Regions from separate parts of the Hordeum vulgare genome. Here region 1 is linked to region 2. Evidence: chromatin contacts called from public Hi-C data. All regions are on one chromosome and are shown on one strand. Each heading gives the region's core, a stretch centred on a gene start, on an enhancer-like site or on the middle of the called end of the contact. The rest is flanking DNA. Distances are from core to core; before and after follow the strand shown.

Region 1 (4,079 bases), core at 586-3,085, 260 kb before region 2:
GAAGAGCAAAAATATTTTTTCTTAGAAGGAAAAGAGTAAACACATGTGTGATGCAGCCACGCTAGCTAGCTAACATGTCGGCTGGCTAGAAGAAACCAGCAGCCTGGCTGGCGCTCGCTCATAGCCTTATCTTCGTCGTTTACTTTTCTAATATTCCACGAAGCCTTCCACATCCTGGCACTGAGATAGGCCGTCCCTGCCTCTTCGATCGCGCCCCGTCCCCTACCCTACCAAGCTCTAGCACCGACGGGATCACCCTCTCCCTTCCATTCGGGGCGGCGTCCCCATGCCGTGGTGGTGGAGCCCCTCCTCCCCGGTTAGTGGCTGGAGGCGACGGGGCCTTGAGGCTATGGCTTCTTCCTCTCCTCTCAAAATCATTGTAGACCATGAGAATATGTCTAGGCATGTAATCTGCTCGAATGTCTTCTTTGAAGCCTCAACATCACCTATATTCCTATACATAGAAATCTAAGAATTGCCGCACACAGTGAAATGACTAAGTCCAGATTTGACCGTATAACAGTGTATCTTCTTACAGGTTGCTGTTAGACTCACAGCAGCACATGCATTCATGACACTCAATAAAGTGAACGGGTCTGGCTCTTTTCCAAGAGAAAGAAACTCTAGGAACAGGCCTAGTGCCTTCTCAAAATTCTCATCATGCGCGAATGCTGTAATTATGGATGTCCATGTGACAACATCCTGCCTGGGAGTCATATGGAAGCATCTCAGACTGTCACTTACCGACCGTGCTTTGGAGTACAAGTTGAGCAGCGCATTTGCTATGAACTCATCGTCCTGAAACCCATTGAATATAACATGAGCGTGTATGAGCCTCCCAAAGTGCAACGCATTGGTCAAATTGCAGACTTCGAGCACACTCTTGAAAGTAAACCTGGACGGTTTAACACTCATCCGGAGCAAGTCTGAGAAAAGCCTCACTCTTCGACTCTAACCTCAGGGCAAGGATCATTACCTAAGCGAGCGAATCCCGCGATCATGGCACCGTAAACCACCGCGTTCTGATTCGGGATGCAGTCAAACACCTTGATCGCCTCCTCAAGTCCACCGTTTTTGGCATAAATGTCCACCATGGCACTCCCGACGAACATATCCAAGTCCAAACCAACCTTAACCACGCAGCCATGCAACATCCTGCGTACATCCTCGGAGCCCTCGAGCTCGGAGCAAGCCTTGAGGATCCCACCCAAGGCAAAGCTATCAAGCTTGACCCCTGACCGGTGCATCTAGACGAGCATGTGAATGACCACCTCTGGCCATCCCATGCGCAGGTACGCTGACAACAGCAGGTTCCACGGCATCTCGTCCCGCTCCTCGGCCCGGTCAAACACCAGCCTCACCTCGTCAATCATCCCGCACTTGGTGTACATGTCGATGACGGAGTTGGTCAGGAACACGTCCTGCACGAGCCCACTCGCCACGGCCAGCCCGTGCGCCGCCCGGCCGTGCCTCCAGTCCCCGGCCCTGCCGCACGCCGCTGGCACCGCGGCGTAGCTGAACCTGTCCGCCCGGACGCCGCCTCCCAGCGCGTCCCGGAAGGAAGCGAGCGCGAGGCGCGCGGAGGACCCGCTCTGGCTGGAGTAACCGGCGATGAGGGTGTTCCAGGACACGGCGTCCCGGCGCGGCATTCCGTCGAACAGGAGGCGGGCGTGGCGCATGTCGCCGCCGCGGCAATATGCTGCGAGGAGTTTGTTGCGGAGGAAGAAGCCCGGACGGAAGCCGGCGCGGAGCATGTGGGAGTGGGTCAGCCTGGCGATGCGTACGCCTTTGCCCGAGCACGACTTTGCCGCCCTCCGCGCCAGCTACGACGCCCTCCACTCCCGCGTCGAGTCCCTCAAGCACAACAAGCTCGCCCTCACCACACAGGTACCGTACGTGCAGCTATTCCTTAACCTCTTCTTCCTCCCGACGCTTCATCCAGCTGCTAACCACGCACGTACGTGCTTGCTGCTCTCGATGGCCACGAAGGTGCCGAGGGTGAGCTTGTGGATGTTCCGCCTAATCCCTCCTCCCGAGCGTCGCCCCGCCGTTCAATCTCTCGCGCCGCCGCCGCCCCGCCGCACGCCGCTCCCCCGGCGACCCCCTCGCCGCGAGGCCCGTTCCCCCGGACAGAAACGCCGAGCCGAAGCCCCCGCGCCCAGCCGTCGGGCCGCCCGTCGCCAGCTGCATCGCGCGTCGCCGCCGATTGGATCTGGCGAGCGTGCCGTCTGCTGCCGCGATGCCTCCTCGCCTCGGAAAACGTAGGGTCTTATTCATAAAAGTGAAACGTTTTCCTCACTTACGAAAGGACTGCGGGTTGATTAAATGAAAACGGAGGGGTCTTTCTACAAAAATGCCACGACGAACGATCAGAAACCGTATTTGTTTATTATTAGGGATATATATAAAAGTATAAACGAAAGTAAATGGCCTCATTGCGTGCCTTGCCGGCCCATCCAGCTCTTCCCTCACATGAGGCTTCCCTACATCTCGTTGTAATGAGACATAGGGACGCTCGAAGGATTCCCACTGTCATTTGTTATTATAAAAGACTCCTAATTTAGGGCCCACCTAGCCCTTAGCTTTTGTTACACCCGTCCAAATATTCTTCGATCAAAACTTAAAAGAAGTATCTTAGGTCTTTCCTGAAGGAAATAGCAGTACAAAATGTTTGATAAGAGATTTGAACTTAAGCATGCCACATAATTTAGAGAATGCATAAGGAATTATGTACAATGATTATTTTTTAGACTTATCTCCAATAACTACACATCCCTAAAGATTTGACGATAGAGTGTGTTGGTAAGAGATCATTACTCATAAGATAGCATAATTGTACACAGAAAACATAGAAGTTTTTAGGTCCCAACGGTTCGGCTTATTAGAGTATTTCTAGTTGACCCCGCATATTTGCGACCTGTAAAACGGTTTACACTTTCAAGAAGCGAGGTTTCATGGGACGAAATCTTACGCTGCAGAATAGACTCCGTATATGAAACTGCGTAAATTTTAAAAAAAGTATTCACGGGCGAAATTACAACCACGCTTATTCAGAGTTCATTACTTAGTACACGATCATACATACTATATTCAGAGTTCATCACTTACTAAAGGGGGGGTAGAGGTAAGCTAACCTATCGGAGCTCACCGGAGCTACTAAATATCCTACCGCAGTACGTAAAATTGAGCTTACCGAAGCTCCTATGGTAGTAGATGCGGCAACGCTCAGTCGTCGTCCTCGTCAGAGGAAATCTCAACATAGAGACGCTCCTGCGTAGTGGCTTCGCGGCGCCACTCCTCTACCTTGTGGCCGAAGGCGAGGGCCGACGCGACACCCCGCTCGTAGAGCACGGTGTCGATCTCCTCGTCCCTCCGGCGGCGCTGCCGGTCCTCTTCCGCATCCCGCGCACTCCGCGCAAGCAGCGCGGGCAAAAGGTTGTTCGCCTCCGCCGGGGGGAGGACGTCCTCCGGTCGAACGACGCCCCCGACATGTCGCTCCGGCTCCATCTTCACCGGTGGAAGCTCCTCTAGCTCCCTCTTCAACGGGGGGGGGGGGATGGAGGAGCGCGAGCTCGATGCCTCGGAGGAGCTGCCGGAGAAGAGGCGTCCGCACGCGTGGTCATACTCCTGTCTCGTGACGGAGGAGCGACGACGACAACGTCATGCCCCATTATGTGTACCGACAGGCGCGGGCTGATGTCTACTACGTAACCTTCTTCTTGTAGACGTTGTTGGGCCTCCAAGTGTAGAGGTTTGTAGGACAATAGCAATTTTCCCTCAAGTGGGTGACCTAAGGTTTATCAATCCACGGGAGGCGTAGGATCAAGATGGTCTCTCTCAAGCAACCCTGCAACCAAATAACAAAGAGTCTCTTGTGTCCCCAACACACCCAATACAAATGGTAAGTTGTATAGGTGCACTAGTTCGGCGAAGAGATGGTGATACAAGTGCAATATGGATGGTAGATATAGGTTTTTGTAATCTAAAATTACAAAAACAGCAAGGTAACTAGTAACAAAAGTGAGCATGAACGGTATTGCAATGCGTGGAAACAAGGCCTAGGGTTCATACTTTCACTA
Region 2 (3,624 bases), core at 677-3,176:
ACTGGCTAGCCAACTAGAGGCTTGCTAGGGACATTGTTTTGTCTATGTATCCACACATGTATCTATGTTTTCATTCAATACAATTATAACATGGATAATAAATGATTATCTTGTAATAGGAAATATAATAATAACTATTTTATCATTGCCTCTAGGGCATATTTCCAACACTAGCTACTGCTATATACCCTAAGGTCCTAAAGGAACTACTCACACATGGTCATGGAGGCAACAAGATTAATGAAGAAGCCTCTAGCAAAGTGTTAGAACAAGTCCGCAGATTGGATCTCCTTGGTACAGAAACTTGCGGCGACAGAAAAAATCATGCGAAGGGTTTTGTAAAATATGACTTAATAGACAAAAGAATGGATTTAAGGTGGTTCTTGTGGGGCCAGACAACCATGGGCTCGGCCTAGGCCCTGACCGCGCCACCAGGCCATGTGGAGGCCATGTGGCCCCTCTCATCTCCCTTGGGTACTTTCTGGAATCTTCGTGCATCCAAAAATTCGTATTAAATCCTTAGGTTTTATTGACCTCCATAGATATTAATATTCTATAAAGTAAAACATGGAGAAAACAACAACTGGACTAGGCACTTAATTAATAGGTTAATCGAGAAAATAATATAAATTGGTAGAAAAAGTATACAAAAGTGATAATATAGTAGCATGGAACAATTAAAAAATATAGATACATTTGAGACGTATCAATGCCATCTCGGAGGCATGATCCAATTTGAGTGGTTGGCTTTGGCGCTATCGAGTGGGATGTTGGCGGGTTCTAGTGTGGTCCACATGTGTCACATGCTCGGTGGTGTGGTTTTAACATATAAAGCAAGAGTATCCAAAATTGAAACTCCATGATCAAGATGATGTGCAATGTTATCACGATCGAGCATTTCCTTAAAAGTTGCCCTCTAAGATATATCCAAGGGCTCCTAGCATAGAATCCAAGAAGATATGCAGCGTGATCCGACGACCGTATACATAAAAGTTGCTCTCCAAGATATATCCAAGGGCTCCTAGCATAGAATCCAAGAAGATATGCAGCGTGATCCGACGAGTGTATACATAAAAGTTGCTCTCCAAGATATATCCAAGGGTTCCTTAGCATCGAATCCAAGGTAACTCATGATTTTTTTCAAGTAAAACACATTAAGTGAAGATTTTTTTTGAAATAAATCATTTAATAAGCGTATCTAATGCATGCGATACGACTTAGGGTACAATGCATCGAATAGTCTTAACCCACGTTTTCATGAAAGTTGTCCTCCAAGACGCAATTAGATATCGAGGGCATATACACGGTTAAGCATGGTTAATACTAAAGCTTGAAAAAGACTTGATTTAACGCTTTGATGCTATCCAATGGGACGTTGGCGTGTTTGGGTGTGGTTCACAGACAAGCATCACACACCCGATGGTATGGTTCTAATATAGTATAAATTAAGAGTACCCAAAATTAAAATATGAGGACCAAATAGATACGCAACATGATCCCAACGATCGTTTCCGAAAAAAGTTACCCTCCAGGACATACCAAGCCCCCCTAGCACCGAATCCAAGGTAACTCATGATATTTTTGAATAAAAACATTAAATGAAATACATTTTTAGGATACAAGCCATTAGACAAACGCATGTAAATGCAGGTCTAATGCACACGATACGAGTTAAGATACGATACATCGGGGAGCCTTAACCCGCGTTTTCATAAAAGTTTCCCTCCAATAGACGGTTTTTTATTTTTATTCTGAAAATATCCAACAGAGAGTTAGGTGCCGATGGCATATATGCATTCAAGCATAATTAGCACCCGAGTTGTAAAAAGAAAGGCTTGCCTCAACAAAAAGCTTCATATTCGGTGGAGATTTAGCAAAGTTCCTAAACAAAAAGCTCGTTTCTTTCCCCAGATTCCTCCAGTGAAAAGGAGGCGGCGAGGGGTTTTAAAGGGGACGCCGAAATGACGGATGAACACCACCTACATCACCACCCCCCCCCCCCCCCCCCCATCCGCACGTGAACGCCCTCCGTCTCTCTCTCTCTCGTCAGTCGTCACCGTCACATCCTCCTCTCCCCCTCCCCCCAACCAAAACCCCAGCCGAAAAATTCCGTAGAGCGAAGCAAGGCGACCGGAGAGTGGCAGTGGCAGCGGCAGCGGCCAGGCGGAACAGCGCCTCTCTTGTCCCTTTCCCCCCTTTTTAATCCCTCTCTCCTCCGCCCCCCTCCCCGCAAGAAAAGCTCGGATTCTTGGGCGTTTCCCCCCATTCCCCTCCTCGATCTGAGACTTTTGTCCTCCCCAAATGGCCGCCTCCCGCTGAACCAACCCCCCCGCCCGCCGGCACGCCCTTCGCGTCCCCGCTCCTTGGACTCGCGCTGTCGGGGGCTCCTCAGGGACCGTGCGCCGTGGTGGTAGCAGTAGCAGTAGTAGCAGCGGCGGCGGCCGAATGGGCGCTGCAAGGGGACGCGTCGCGGCGCTGCTCGTGGCCGCGCTCCTGCTCGGCGCCTTCGCCCCTCCGGCGTCCGCGGCGTCGTACCCCGCGAGTGAGGCCCCGCTTCTTGCTCTCTCTCTCCCCCTCTCCCTCTCGCCCTCGCCTTCCGCGTTTCTCGATTTGGTTCGGTGGTTCTGTCTGACGAGTGTTTCTTGGTTGCCGTCGCAGAGGTGGTGAGCGGGTTCCTCTCCAATGCGGCGTCGGCGGTGCTGAAGCGGCTGTGGTCGCTCAAATCGACGGCCAAGACAGGTGACCGCCGGAATCCCTCTCTTCGCCCGCACCCTGACGCGCTTTCCAGGTTTCTTGAATCCGGGTTTTCCTCATACAATGTTGGTTTCTCTGGGATTGGGAGCAGCGAGTGGAGCCAAGTCCATGGTGAAGTACGAGGGCGGGTACACCGTGGAGACGGTCTTCGACGGCAGCAAGCTGGGGATCGAGCCGTACGCCGTGGAGGTCACCCAGGGTGGCGAGCTGCTCGTCATGGACTCCATGAACAGCAACATCTACAGGATCGCGCTGCCGCTGTCCCGATGTGAGCCCCCTTCCTTTTCTTTCTAGCCCTCCCTAAATTTGGAGTATCTAGTTAGTGCCTAGTGGGATTCCGCTAATCAGATGCACGCCAGGTGATTGGTCAGGGTTGGTGTTCAACTGCTGATGCTGTGGGTTGGTTGGAGTCATGAATTCTGCTCTGGCCTATCTCTTGATTGCGATGTATTTGTTAGTTAGCCGTGTGAAATTGCAATGTTTTTCATGTCTTCTTATAACCTGGTTTGTTCCATTTGAAGAAGTAATTTGCACATGTAACAGTGGGCAATTGGGTCTATAATTTGTAAGTCGTTCGATCCGCTTGGTGTTATTTATAAAAGTTTGTGTTATTTTTTTGTTTGTGGTGTTCATGTTAATCTGTTCAAGTTGATGATATAATCTATAGCATTGGCAAGGACAAGTTGGCATGATGATATCCTGACTTCTGTAAGATGATTGCCCTATACAGCTTTACCCTGTTTTGTGATCTACCTTTTTTGTTTCTACATTTTCCATAAGGTGATGATGACATGGCCAACTTCTGTAAGATGATTGCCCTATACAGTTTTACCCTGTTTTGTGATCTACCTTTTTCGTTTCTACATTTCC

Evidence for each region. Hi-C and Micro-C count contacts between places; a contact is called where the count stands out from the background.
Region 1: a contact with region 2 is called in a Hi-C map of seedling, with 3 times the contacts expected there. The contact joins the enhancer-like site here to the promoter of LOC123401816 in region 2. A contact is called at or near these places in 3 of 6 Hi-C or Micro-C datasets (leaf and seedling) and 1 of 1 datasets of contacts at active chromatin or transcription factors (embryo).

What each region holds. Positions count from the first base shown.
Region 1 is chr6H:490,338,202-490,342,280 of MorexV3_pseudomolecules_assembly, reverse strand. It overlaps the pseudogene LOC123403768. Among protein-coding and RNA genes, the nearest start is that of LOC123403395, 28 kb to the left of the region's middle. Within about 2 kb of position 1,835, at least 2 of the 3 cell types and tissues checked have open chromatin away from gene starts, as enhancers often do. A contact at or near this core is called in seedling, where this site is marked.
Region 2 is chr6H:490,078,882-490,082,505 of MorexV3_pseudomolecules_assembly, reverse strand. LOC123401816 reads left to right here and starts at 1,926. Exons shown (of 7, transcript XM_045095665.1): 1 at 1,926-2,542; 2 at 2,659-2,739; 3 at 2,846-3,022. The coding sequence starts at 2,446.